Linked DNA regions of Mus musculus: region 1 is linked to region 2. A link is a contact called in public HiChIP or PLAC-seq data. All regions are on one chromosome and are shown on one strand. The core of a region is the stretch at or near the end of the contact, and the rest is flanking DNA. Distances in the headings are between cores, read along the strand shown. Region 1 holds the start of 1700022E09Rik (RIKEN cDNA 1700022E09 gene). Region 2 has its middle 17 kb from the start of Gpr15.

The links. HiChIP or PLAC-seq counts read pairs in DNA pulled down with a chosen protein or histone mark.
Region 1: a contact with region 2 is called in a CTCF HiChIP or PLAC-seq map of CD8 T cells, with 7 read pairs. The contact joins the promoter of 1700022E09Rik here to the enhancer-like site in region 2. A contact is called at or near these places in 4 of 39 promoter capture datasets (the 3T3-L1 cell line, the C10 cell line, hippocampal neurons and 1 more), 1 of 15 datasets of contacts at CTCF or cohesin (CD8 T cells), 1 of 484 Hi-C or Micro-C datasets (B cells), 4 of 115 datasets of contacts at active chromatin or transcription factors (CD8 T cells, astrocytes, memory CD8 T cells and 1 more) and 1 of 9 other capture datasets (liver).

The regions. Positions count from the first base shown.
Region 1 is chr16:59,464,474-59,471,352 of GRCm38.p6, reverse strand. It overlaps 1700022E09Rik (RIKEN cDNA 1700022E09 gene), which reads left to right and starts at 2,115. Exons shown (of 3, transcript NR_040568.1): 1 at 2,115-2,168; 2 at 3,216-3,356; 3 at 4,292-4,481.
Region 2 is chr16:58,698,903-58,705,091 of GRCm38.p6, reverse strand. No RefSeq gene overlaps it. Among named protein-coding and RNA genes, the nearest start is that of Gpr15, 17 kb to the left of the region's middle. Within about 2 kb of position 1,516, at least 81 of the 459 cell types and tissues checked have an H3K27ac peak or open chromatin away from gene starts, as enhancers often do. A contact at or near this core is called in B cells, CD8 T cells, liver and 1 more, where this site is marked.

The sequences.
Region 1 (6,879 bases), core at 866-3,365, 770 kb before region 2:
AACTCAGAAATCCGCCTGCCTCTGCCTCCCGAGTGCTGGGATTAAAGGCGTGTGCCACCACGCCCGGGTAACTTAACAATTTTAGTACCAACCATTTTGTTTAGACTTCATATATTTTCATTCCAATCCTTTTAAGTTTTTCTTTATTTTAATGTCTCAAAACTCACACCCAGTGACATACTTCCTCCAGCAAGGCCACACCTATTCCAAAAAGGTCTCATTTCCCAATCCTTCTCACATTGTGCCACTCCCTAATGTCTACACATTCAGATATATCAGCCTATGGGAGCCACTACTCCTTTTTAAACCATCACAATGCCTGAAAATAAGTCTTAGTGCCAAAGTGTTTTGCATACATGCATGTTTTTACACAGTTGGTTATTTATTAGGTAATGGATTAGCAACTGAGTATCCTCAAAGCATTGGGGTCTACAGAGGGGCAAAAGAGGAACAGTCATGAAATCATATATGACAGTAATTAATAATAAAAAAATCTTTGTTTTTTTCTACATCCACATAGAGGTCAAATTATTTTATATGAAGCATAGCACAGTAATATAATGTATATTAACCAAGTAAAACTTATGAAGAATTTCATCAGCACAAGTGGCTACAATCAAAGGAGCTAATGATAATATCATGAGAGAATCAAATAAAAAATACTTCAGAAAAAGTAGGGTAATATTTTGAGTTGATGTGTTGTATAACTTGATGGCCCTTGCGCAATTAATTACTTCGTTGTGAGTTACACTATACACCATCCTTCATATAAATGAACAAGAACAATTAGATTACTTCAATCTCAGCCGAAACGTGACCTAGAATAACATAGAAAGACAGATAAATGATAGATGGTAGAGATAAAAATTCTATCTTCAAAATGAAATATAGATAAATTCTATATTTAGAAATATAGAGAAATTCTTCTCAAAATACAGACCACATCAGACTTTAAGATCATTTTGTAGACCAGCCATATTTACAGTTTCTACAAGTCATTCCTTTGTCTTGTATTTCCTCCTACTTTTCATTTACATTATCCTTCTAAATCACATTCAATGATTGGAACTCATTGTCACAAAATAGTCTCTCCCCCAACCCTGATCCCCTAGTTCCACATTTATTTAAAAACTATGTAGCAGGTCCTGAGGCCCCTTTCTCATTGATCCAAGATTTAATATACATATGGCCCCAGCTGCAGGCACAACCTAGTTAACAAAACATCTTTTAAGTTATTTCAGGAAAGTGTGATTGCCCTAAAACTTTATCTGATGTGTGGGTTTGTGGTTATAGCACCTCTTTGAAGTGTACAATGCTCAGACATGCCTGCATTAGTGTTCTCTGAAGCGGTGGGTGGGGGTGGGGGTGCTTCCCTCTCTTTATTGCCTGTTGACTTAGCTAGTTTTGGAAATGATGGAGTCTTTACATGACTTTTAAAGGTCATAGGCTTGTATATAAAACTTTAGAAAGTCTTGACTTTGGAAGCATCTCTTCTACACTGGGCTCCATCACAGACCAGTGACATCATAGTACAGCAGGAGATTGTAGCAGCCACAGTGGCTAAAGTGTTACAATGTCAATAACTGCTCCCGTAATTTTTGATTCCAGGGAATAACCATGACTTTACGTGTTGTAAGAGAAGACAGACCCTAAGATAACAAGACTCATGGTTTTCTTCCTTCTTGACTTCTTGATTCCTGGATCCCTTTCTTTATTGTGAGATATTCTTCATTAATATATGTCCTTTCTGTAGTAATATCATGAATAAAGTCACCTTCATAAAACTCCACCCTGTTTGCTGGCAATGGTAGCACACGCCTTTTATCCCAGCACTCAGGAGGCAGAGGTAGGTGGATCTCTGAGAATTCAAGGCCAGCCTGGTCTACAAAGTGAGTTCCAGCTTGGCCAGGGCTACATAGAGAAGCCTTGTCTCAAAAAACAACAAGCAAAATACATCAAAACAAAAAAAAAAGCACAGTGTTTTGATTTACACTGTTGAGAGTCCAACTGAAGTTGAAAAATCAATAGGCTTTTGAAATGAAGCAGAACTTCATGCATTGGTAGAATGTGTTAAGAACATGCTTGTGTGGTAAGAAGAGGTGGCTTCATTCCATAAGTGAGGTCATAGAAGAGTAAAACTTACTGCCAGGAAATTACAGCTGCCTCAGGTACAGAATGGTGCCTTCCCCTTACATAGATGAGGGAGTTGTATAATCTCACTGGAATTTTATATAATAGTAATTATAAGTTAGGAATTGCTATTTTTATTATTCATCTCCATGCTAACATGATAGAATCATATATGGCACAGTTAGAAATGATAGGCTTGAAAGACTCCGAGAGGAGCCCCTTGCTCAGACCTCAGGACAATAGCGGACACCCAAGAACTCATGACAGACCGAGCTTGTTGCAAACCACATGAGGCTTTATTCAGGGAAAGCCAGAGCTCTGGGGATGACTCATATCCCACGCAGGAGTAGAGGAGTCGACCTCAAGGGGAAAGAGTTCCCAGTTTTTATAGGCCCTCATGGGGGAAAGGAGAAGGGGGAGATTAGGGGATTTCCAGATCTAAACAATGTCTATTCTCAAGAAATGGGTATGGGAGGGGTACAAGGAAAGAGTCTAATGAAGGTGCAGCAATGGGCACACACCTGGTCAGAACATTGGCAGACACACAGGTTCAAGGAGTGGCCAGAGCATTGTGCACCTCTATTTTTCTAAATCAGTGAAGCTAGTTCTGCTAACACTGACGTCTATCTTGCCAATTTCAGGGCTTCTGTGTCCTTTTACATTCTGCCAGGATCTTTCAGGCTTTCCTCAGAAAGACTAACCCAGTCTTCCAAAAGTCAAGATAATGCATTGTGGCCACAAATCATAGTTTTGTGATAACTCATAGGCAAAATTTTCATCTCATCTTTTCTTCTCATTTACTGTCTTAGTCAGGGTTTCTAATCCTGCACAAAACAACATCATGACCAGGAAGCAAGTTGGGGAGTATATTAGTCAGGGTTCTCTAGAGTCACAGAACTTATGGATAGTCTCTATATAGTAAAGGAATTTATTGATGACTTACAGTCTGTAGTCCAGTTCCCAACAATAGTCAGCAGCAGCTGTGAATGGAAGTCCAAGGATCTAGCAGTTGCTCAGTCCCACAAGGCAAGCAGGTGAAGAAGAGAGTGTGTGTGTGTTTTCCTTCTTCCAATGTCCTTATGTAGGTCTCCAGCAGAAGATGTAGCCCAGATCAAAGGTGTGCGCTACCACACTTTTAATCTCAGGTGACCTTGAACTCAGAGATCTGTCTTAATCTTCTGGAATTCATAGCCACCATGGCTCAAGATCTCCATACCAAGATCCAGGTCAGAAACTTCTATCTCTCAAGCCTCCAGATTAGGATCACTAGTGAGCCTTCCAATTCTGGACTGTAGTTCATTCCAGATATAGTCAAGTGGACAACCAGGAATAGCCACTACAGGGAGGAAAGGCTTTATTCAGCTTTTACTTCCACATTGCTGTTTATCACCAAAGGAAGTCAGGACTGGAATTCAAGGTCAGGAAACAGGAGCTGATGGAGAGGCCATGGAGGGATGTTATTTACTGGCTTCCTTCCCCTGGCTTGCTCAGCTTGCTTTCTTATAGAACCCAAGACTACCAGCCCAGGATGGACCTCCCACAATGGGCCCTCCCCGCATTGATCACTAATTGAGAAAATGCCTTATAGCTGGATCTCATGGAGGCATTTCCTCAAGGGAGGCTCCTTTTTCTGTGATAACTCTAGCTTGTGTCAAGTTGGCACACAAAAACAGCCAGTACATTTACTAAAAGCTTATAGCAGCAATAGGAGCCATAGAAGGGAACAAGTCTTCAATAAATAGAGATGATTTTAAAATGGGCATTTTATATCATTCCAACTTATAATAAGACATAGAGGCAGTTCTGCTTAGAATAAAAATTACCTAAAACTTAAAGTACTTCTTCTTATACTAATGTGTACCCAGAACATCTGGGCAGACAGGTGGGAAAGCTGACGAGGCCTGATGTTGCAGGTCCAGATGGAAAAAAAAAAGAGGGAGGGGGTGTATCCTTGTTGAGGAAAAAAGTGCTAACATTTGAATACTACTAGAAATTTATTTGTCTTCAGAGCTGATTTCATCTCTAAATATTTTAGAGTTACTAAAATATACAATAGGAAATATTCTGATGCCTTGCATGTAAAAATAGATTAGGTGGATGACAGTGCATCCATCCATTCAGTAAAGCACTTTATACCACGCCATGTTCTTTTTGTTTTCAGGAATAAAAGCACGGAATGTCATTTATAAATCAAAGAATAAAATCTTGCTACAAATAGCACAATGTAAATACATTTCTCAATAGGAGGTACCTTCACAAGTTCAAGGCCCATGTCAGCTCTCATAACAGACACAGGAGGAAGCATAAGATAAACAGCGCTGTAAGTGCTCAGATAGTAAATAAAAGTATGTACAAAATCTCGCTTTTTGTGAAAAATATGCATGTTCTGTTTCCCCATACCCAACCCCAGACTCCTCCCTAGCTCTGAAACAGAACACTAGATGCAACCTCCCTTTCCCTGTCCACATCTCTTGTGAATCCCACGGACCACCTCTTTGCCTCCCTTCCCAGACTGGACCCTGTGTCTCAGTCCCTAACTCAAGGAGGTACCTCCTGCTCAACCACGGGTCATGCCTGCCAGAGTATTTCCTTCTCCTTCTCCACTCTTTCTTCTTCCCTGGACTCAACTTTCAAGGTAGCCCACAGTGCTGCAATTCTCAACAAAGAAACCTCAAATGATGAGGAAACACTTAAAGAAAAGTTCAAGGTCTTAGCCATCAGGGCAGACCTTTGAGATTCCACCTATCAGAATGGCTAAGATCAAAAACACAAGTCATAGCTCATGCTGGCAAGGATGTGAAGCAAGGGAATTCCTCCATTGCTGGTAAGAGTGCAAACTTTTACCACTTTGGAAATCAATATGGTGGTTCTTCAGAAAATTGGGAATAGATATACCTCAAGAGTCAGCTATACCACTCTTGGGCATATACCCAAAGCACGCTCCATCCTAAGGACACTTGCTCAATAGCGGCTTTATTCATAATAGCCAGAAACTGAAAACAACCTAGATGTCCCTCAACAGAAGAATGGATAAACAAAATGTGGCACATTTATACAATAGAGTATTACTCAGCTCTTTTAAAGGTGACATCATGAAATTTGTAGGAAAAATGGATGCAACTAGAAAAAATCATTCTGAATGAGGTAACCCAGACTAAGGAAGACAAATATAATATGTATTCACTTATAAGTGGATATTAGCTGTTAAGTAAATGATAACCAAGCTATGATCCATATACTCAGAAAGGTTAGGTAAAGAGGAGAAGTCTACAAGGGACACACGGATCCCCCTGGGAAATGAAAATAGATTTTGTGGGTACATGGGAGAAGGAGGGATCAGGTTGTGTGTGTGTGTGTGTAGAGGGTGGAATGAGAAGAGAAAGTAGCAGGAGAGATGTTTGGAATTGGGGGGCACTTGTGGAATGCATGGTATGGAAACCAAGAGCAGTGGAATCTTCCTGGAAGCTGAGTGTGAGACTAGTGAGGCCTCTTAGTAATGAAGGATACAAAATCTCAATAGGCCACCTCTTGTAGCCAAGCAAGTCTTCCAGTGGCAGGACTGGGTTGCTTTCAGTTGAGTTGTTGGCCAATGGGTACCATGGAGACCCCTAAATAATGAAGGCTGGTACTAGTTCAGAAGGTTGTTCTTTGAGAACTGGCAATGGGGCCCCATTGCTGAGGAGAATATCCACATAGTTCATTGAATTTGGAGAGGTCAACTTGGTGTCTACATGGAGACTTTACCCCTATTGTCTAGTCTTTTTGATAAAGGTACTCTGCAGGCTACCAAAAGAGAAATGTAAAACCCAACCCAGCTACAACACCTTTTACCCACAATCTATCTACCCTGCAAGATGTGCTGGGGAGAATGGTGGATCAGAACTTGTAGGAGTGGCCAACCAACGATTCATTTAACTTGAGTTCCACTCCACAAGAAGAAGCCTATGTCAGACAGCACTTGGATGGCCAGGAACCAGAAACTGGATAGTCCAGAGACCTAGGGTCTGGGGTGCCTTGTCCAGTTGTCATCAGAGAGGATTCCTCAGAAAGCAGATGAGAACAGATGCAGAGACCCACAGACATTATGTGAAAAGAGAATTTAAATTGGAGATCCCCATTGGGTCCCTCCCCCGGGGGTTCAGGGAATCCCACAGAAGAAGGTGTGGAGGAATTCTAGGAGGCAGAAGGAATGGAAGACACCAGAAGAACACTGCCCACTGAATCCATGAAGCAGGGTGCATATGGGCTCCCAGAGACTGAATGAGCAAACATAGGGCCTTCATGGATCTGTACCAGGTCCTCTGAATGTATGTTGTGACTTTTTAACTTGGTGTATTTGTGAGACTTCTAACAGTAGAGTGGGTGTGTCTCTGACTCTTTTGCCTGCTCTTGGGACTCTTTTCTTCCTATTAGGTTGCCTTGTCCAGCTTCAGTGGGAAGGCTCTTGCCTTGCCTTATTTTATTTTGTTTTGTCATGTTTGGTTTTCACTTGGAGGCCTGCTCTTTTCTGACCGGAGGTAGAGGAGGAAGTGGATCTGGGGAAGAGAGGAGGTTGGAGAAAGCTAGGAGGAGAGAGGGGAAACTGTGGTCAGGATGTATGGTAGGAGAGAAGAGTCTATTTTAAAGAAAAAAGAAAAACGAATTAATTGCAACTTAACTTTTATGTTAGTAAGACATAGATAAATCCCAGATAAATCCAACTAAAACACATAAAAAATGATATTAAAAGAAAACTTTTAATAATAGAAT
Region 2 (6,189 bases), core at 267-2,766:
AAGCAATGTGTCTTCTTACAGGCTTAGGGCTTATAACCTAAGCCAGTGTTTTTCAACTTCCTAGTGAGATTGGGGTTCAACTGGAGTAGAAAGTATATAAAATAGGAGGGTGCCATTGCTTTAATATTAATCATATACCACATCTTGAGGGAAAGTAAGTTTAAAGCCTGTCTAAGACATTTAAAATAAAAGCTTTGTGACACACAATGTGTAGCAGGGGACTAGTTGAGAGAAGAATGAGGATAGTTACATGACAGAAAACATCGTCCTTTATTTTTCTGTTCTCAAATATGCAGCATTACTAAGTCAAATACTGACAAGTCACTAAAAGTGTTCTGTGGAAGTTGTTCCTAAATGTTAGAACCTGTTTAGAAGGAAACCAGCAGTCACCATGGGTATTAACCCCAGGTCTGAAACTGGTAGGATTAGAGTAGATGGACTATAAATGTGCTCCACCTTAAGCCATCTGGCAACATTCGTCTTGTGTGTCTTCATTTATTCAGCTGATCATCAAGATGCTAACCTATCTAAACACTGTGGTCTAAGTAATCTTAAAGAATTTTCATAAAAAGAAAAAAATAAGCAGTTGGGCCAGGATGTTACCTGCTTCCTTGATCAAAATTGTGTTGGTTTTTGCTATCCTTCTCTACTGGGCTATAGAATTTTCTCCAGTTTCTAGCACTCTCATGCACCATCCTAATTTCCAAATCTCCTGTGTTCAAAGACTCACTCTATCCAGGCTTATACAATAAAATCAGGAGATAAGAAAAAAAAAAAAACACTTTGGAATAGGGCTTAGGGCTAAGGGAATCCAAAGCACTATTGGTTTGCTTTCCTCCCAAAGGATACATGAACTGAGCAATAAGAAAAAATCCTTCCCTACTCTCTTCTTATGTGACCAACCATCTCCTTTATAAGCAGGTGATTATTTACAAATCTGATCTTATAAAGTGGTTTAGAACTGAGTCCCATTTGGAGTCACTCCACACTGTATTTTTGTGTTTCTCCCGTGACTTATGAGAGTGATTTAACTGTGAAACATTCCAAGCATTTAAACAAAGAATGGTTGTAATTTAAAAGATAAGAAAGCAACCGTGGCTAAAACACAGGGCAAGGGTTATGAAAACACTCACCTAAGCCAAGTTTATCTCAGAAGGAAGAGGAAACAGAATGCAGGCTAAGCAGAGTTTTCTAAAATTGGACCAGGTCACCCGGGGCGACTGCGAATTAAGAGTAAACACCTCTGCCCTCCTCTTTTCAAAATGCCTTGTCTGTATGTGCAGAAATGTACCTTAAACGACAAAAAGTCACAGAGTACTGCTTTTCATATTTCAAATAAGATTCATATTTGCCAGTTAAAACAGTTCTGTGGAATCCAGAAAGACAAATGAGAGGCAAGAAGAGAGAAAGAGAGGGAAGTGGGAGAAGCATCCCAGAAGGCTTTTTCTGGAACCTCTTCAGCTACAGAGGAGGTGGGGCCAGCCTGAGCCTAGCGTGCCATTCTTGAAGCACCCTTGGGGTGACTCATTTGTTTTATCGTTTCTCATGAAATCGAGAGGTGGTGGCCATCACTGGAGAGTAAAGTGTGACATGCTGACTGATCTCATTACTTAACAAAGGAAAGCAATCACACGCAAGGAGCAGAAACTCCCCACTCCTCTACTCCCAGGGGCTTCATAGAAAGGCTATTTCCACCCAAGAAGACAGGTGTCAAATGAAAACATGGTCAAGAAGAAGAGAATAAACATCTTTTTATAAAAATGTAACACTAGTAATGAACAATCGGGATTTCCACCACTCCCCTCACTGCAGAATTTATCTTCGTATTTTTAAAGTTCTCTCCTTTTCTAAATGTAACACACAGCTTTTAATTGTCCAAAGATCCCCTTGTGGTTTACTTCCTCTCAAATAGATACAACTCTAATAGAGCAATAGGATAAAAATGTCACATGTCTGTCCTAGAGATTGCTGGGGTTCGAGAAGTAATACCCCAAGTATGTCACTTGAGCATGCTGAAAACTTTGAGCTAAGCAGAATAGGAAGACCTCGGAACCAAGGTCTGTAACCTTCTGCCCTCTCACTCTAACTCCCTATTCTCTCAAGGTGTGGGGAGAAGCTTTTCCTGACATGTTTCATATGCCAAAAGATGCACAAGTCACTGCCATTGTCCTGAGTCCCCTCTGAAGGAATTGCCTCCATGTGGAAGAAAGCAAATTACATTGCAGAAAAGATGGAAGATACACCGTCTACTGTGACAGGCAGGCTCTGTCACAGACTGTCACCAGGTCTTCAGAGAGATGCTCAGACACAACTTGTCTGTGTAGCAAATCGGCCTTGTTTCCATTCCACTGGCTCAGCACAGGCTCCATCTCAATCTTCTTGAAGATGCTCCAAGCTCCTACTCTCTTCATCCTCAGGGTGCTTACCTGCAAATATGAGCTGTTCGTCATGTATCATGTCTGCGGGACGTTTGTGCATGCGTGCAATTTAAATGGTTTTTCTCTGGTCAGTCTGTCTATGGTCCGTTTATTTAGATTTATTTATTAAAACATCAAAGAGAGTGGGAGGAGGTTTCCATCGTCATCAGACACCAATGAGCTAAAAGAAGGAAGTGATCATACAGCAAGGAAACACGGAAGAAGTCAGCTTCCCTCTCTCCTGGAGCAATGGGGGCATTAATTTAGCCTGAGCTAAAATAAATGGCAGAGACAGGTTTCTGATGTTGTGCCACACTTGGAAAAGAAAGAGCACAGCTTTCGTGGGTCATTTACTGGGGTAAAATGGATAAATGTACTTCACTAAATATGTTCCAGACATATCTAAGTTGTCCTTAAAACAATAAGATAAACTAATTCTTCAGTCTTATAGATGGGAAGGTAAGCGCATCCCATTCAGGGACAAGCAGAGACAAACTGGCAGAATCCAGGCAGGCAGACCTCAATGCATGTCTGCGGCTTGCATGCTTCAGGGGCATCGTTCTCTTTGTGAGTAATAACCAAAATCTTGGCATCACTTCAGAGCAAAGAGCAGAGGATGTACTGTACTGCAGAGCCTCCTTCACTGTGCTGGGAAGATACTTGTCACTCAGGTAAGAAAAATAAGTCTCGGGGCGTTCTCACAATCACTCACACAGGAAGTAATCCAGCCATGGCCAGGACCCAGAGCCGATGCCTTCAATCAGTGTTTCCTCTTGACTCTGGGGGTTGCCCCCTCCCCCCCTGGCGATCTGTGAGAAAACTGTAGATCACACCAGCTCTCACACCCATCCAGAGCCAGAGCCAGAGCCTTTAGCCCAGCAGCTTATGGCTTTCTTCTCCCTACAACGATTTTTGTCTTTTTTGGACTTTAGCACTTGACTCTTTCATAGGCCATCTGCACTTCCAAGTAACAAAGGATTGGAGGTGGTATTTTGGTATGGTTTTAATGAAGGCTTTATTTTATACAGAAAGTTTAGCTCCCCAAAAGACTGCAGGGAGGTGCACTCATAACCTCTCTGTTATTTACCTCCCAGCAGCCAGTTTGAGGTAAATCCATTGCAACCGATGGACATACATTGCCATGTCTCTCCCATTTAGTCTCATAGAGCAGCTTGGGGTTCACATGTCACATTATATATTGCATGTTTTGGGGCATCAGCATTATAAGCCACAGAGTGGTTCGCTGCACTAAACATCCTTTGTATTCTTTCTTTTCAACTCCCTCACTCCTCAGCTATTGGTCTTTTTCACTGAGGAGTTACTAACAGTTTGTGTGAAACAAAAAATAAACCAGCAAGCTAGTGTAAGATTCCAGAGAGCCTTAGATTACCAGGGAGCCCCTGAGTGAACCACGTGGAGCCAGGATCGATGCAAAAAGCAAGAGGAATTTGTTGTTCCAGTGCACTGGGGTCGTCCCAGACCCGAAGGAGAGGCGGCGACCCCCAGTACCCATTCGGTGAGTTTTTGTATGGTTTCCAGGGACAGAACAGAGCATCAGCAACTAGGCACAATAAGATTGGTGGAACAGCGCACCCTTTAAACTGATTGGTCTTTAGGGAATAAGGTGACAAGGTCTTCCCTTGTCTGAAGGTGAACAACGGTCAGTCCTGCAGAATGTGTTCCCATCTGAAGGTGGGTTCCTGCCCTGTGGTCTGAGAAACGTTAATTAGTCTCTCCCTTCTGGAGGGGTGAGTGTTTCATGACCTTCGAAAAGTTCCTGAGCAAATCTTATCACTAGATGCCCAATGTAATGTGTCTGCAACTTGGAAGAGTCGTGAGGATCACTTGAGGTCTACTTGTAAGCCAGCTTGGGCAATAAAGCAGATTCCATCTCATACAAACCTAATTAACTTCTTAATTGATTAATCAATTAATTAATTAAAAAAATAAGATGGAGAAAGTAAGAAGAGAGAAAGGCATTAATAAGTATAGAAGGTAATATAGATGCGGCCTAAAGAAGACCTAAAGAAAAACTTCATTAACTTTATTCATGACTTAAAGGCACACCTCTGTGTCCCATCTGTCCCTACATCTGGATGAAAGAATTACATGGTGACTTTGAGCTGTTTTGTTGTTGTTGTTGTTGTTACTTTTATTATTTTACAGCTCAGTCATTGCCCTTCTCCCAGTCTGCCCTCCCACAGTTCCTAATCCTATTCCTCCTCCTCCCTGTCTCCAAGAGGATGTTCTGCACCCCTCCTCCACTGCCAGGCCTCCTTCCTCCCCGGGGCCTCAAGTCTCTCAAGGGTTAGCTGACTGAGACAGGTGCAGATACTTACACCCAACCATTGAACTAAAGATGGGGACCCTTGTGGATGAATTAGAGAAAGGCTGGAAGAAGCTGAGAAGGGCGAGCCCATAGGAAGACCAGCAGCCCCAACTAACCTGGATCCCCGAGATCTCTCAGACGCGGAGCCACCAACCAGACAGCATACGAGCTGTTTTGAGCTGTTTTAAGAGTGACAACCTATGTTGAAAGAAAAGTTCGCTTTAGCACACAGTATATTAAAATGCCAACATGGCTGTAGTAAATTATGTTGGCCTGAGGTTTAGTTATTTTAATGACTTCCTAAGTTGGTTAGAAATAAAGGAAAGAAGAAACCGGGTTCCCAGCTCTCCTGTGATACCGTCTTCAGTGGAACCTGAGAGCCACAAGAGACCGGCTGGCCTGAGCAACGTGTGCAGAGTTCTTTGAGTTTTTGAAATTTTCTTTTTTCTTTTTTTTTTCTTTCTTTCTTCTTCTTCTTCCCCACCCCCCACCCCCCGAGACAGGGTTTCTCTGAGTTTTTGAAATTTTTTAACTACCTCTGTTTTGTCGAATCGCGTTGTTGGCTTGAAATCAGACACGAGGCAAGCACTTAGACACTGGAAACTGGCAGATAATGGAAATCAGAGCTTTTGCCAGTTTTTGTTGAGAGCCGATTTCTCGGTTACCATTGTTGACAGGGAAAGCATAAAGGCTACAAACTAGAAGATAACTTTGTATTTCTTACCCTTAACAGTTAGAGATTGTTTGGGTTTCTTTTAGGGCAAGGTCTCATGTAGCTCTTGCTAGCCTAAAACTCTATGTGGCTGAGACTTACCTAGAACCTAACACTTCTGCCTTCACCTCAAAGTGCCAGAATTGAAAGCATGGTCCACTGTGTCTGGTCTCCAGAACCATTTTTTAAAATGATACACTATACCAAATTAAGTTTTTGAGACAAGGTCTTATTTTGTAGCTCTGGCTGGACCAGAACGCACTATGTAGACTGGGCTGGCCTTGAACTCACAAAGATCCACTTGCCTCCTGTTCAGTGGTTGGACTAAAAAGAAAAAAAAAAAAAAAAAAGGTGTGCCACCATGTTCAGCTTTTTAATGTTTATTTATTTTTGAGAAAGACCTGCTTGTATAGTCGTAGCTTGGCTTAAACTTACCATATAAACAAAACTGGCTTCAAACTCCTAGCGGTTCAACTGCCTCTGCCTTCCAAGTACTGGTAAAAATACCAATTTTTAAAAGTAAAGAATAAAGGCAAAATAAATAAATTTTTTAAATCCACAAAACAAAACCCTTTATATTCTGAAAATAATGCATAATGTGCAATAAAAAGTTCACAGTAGGGAAAATATGCACACATATAAAAAGAGACCAACTTTTCACTGGAGAACGAGTTGTGAGCTGCAGAAGTTCAAGCCAATAAAATCCAGGCATGGATAGGGGAGGAGGACAC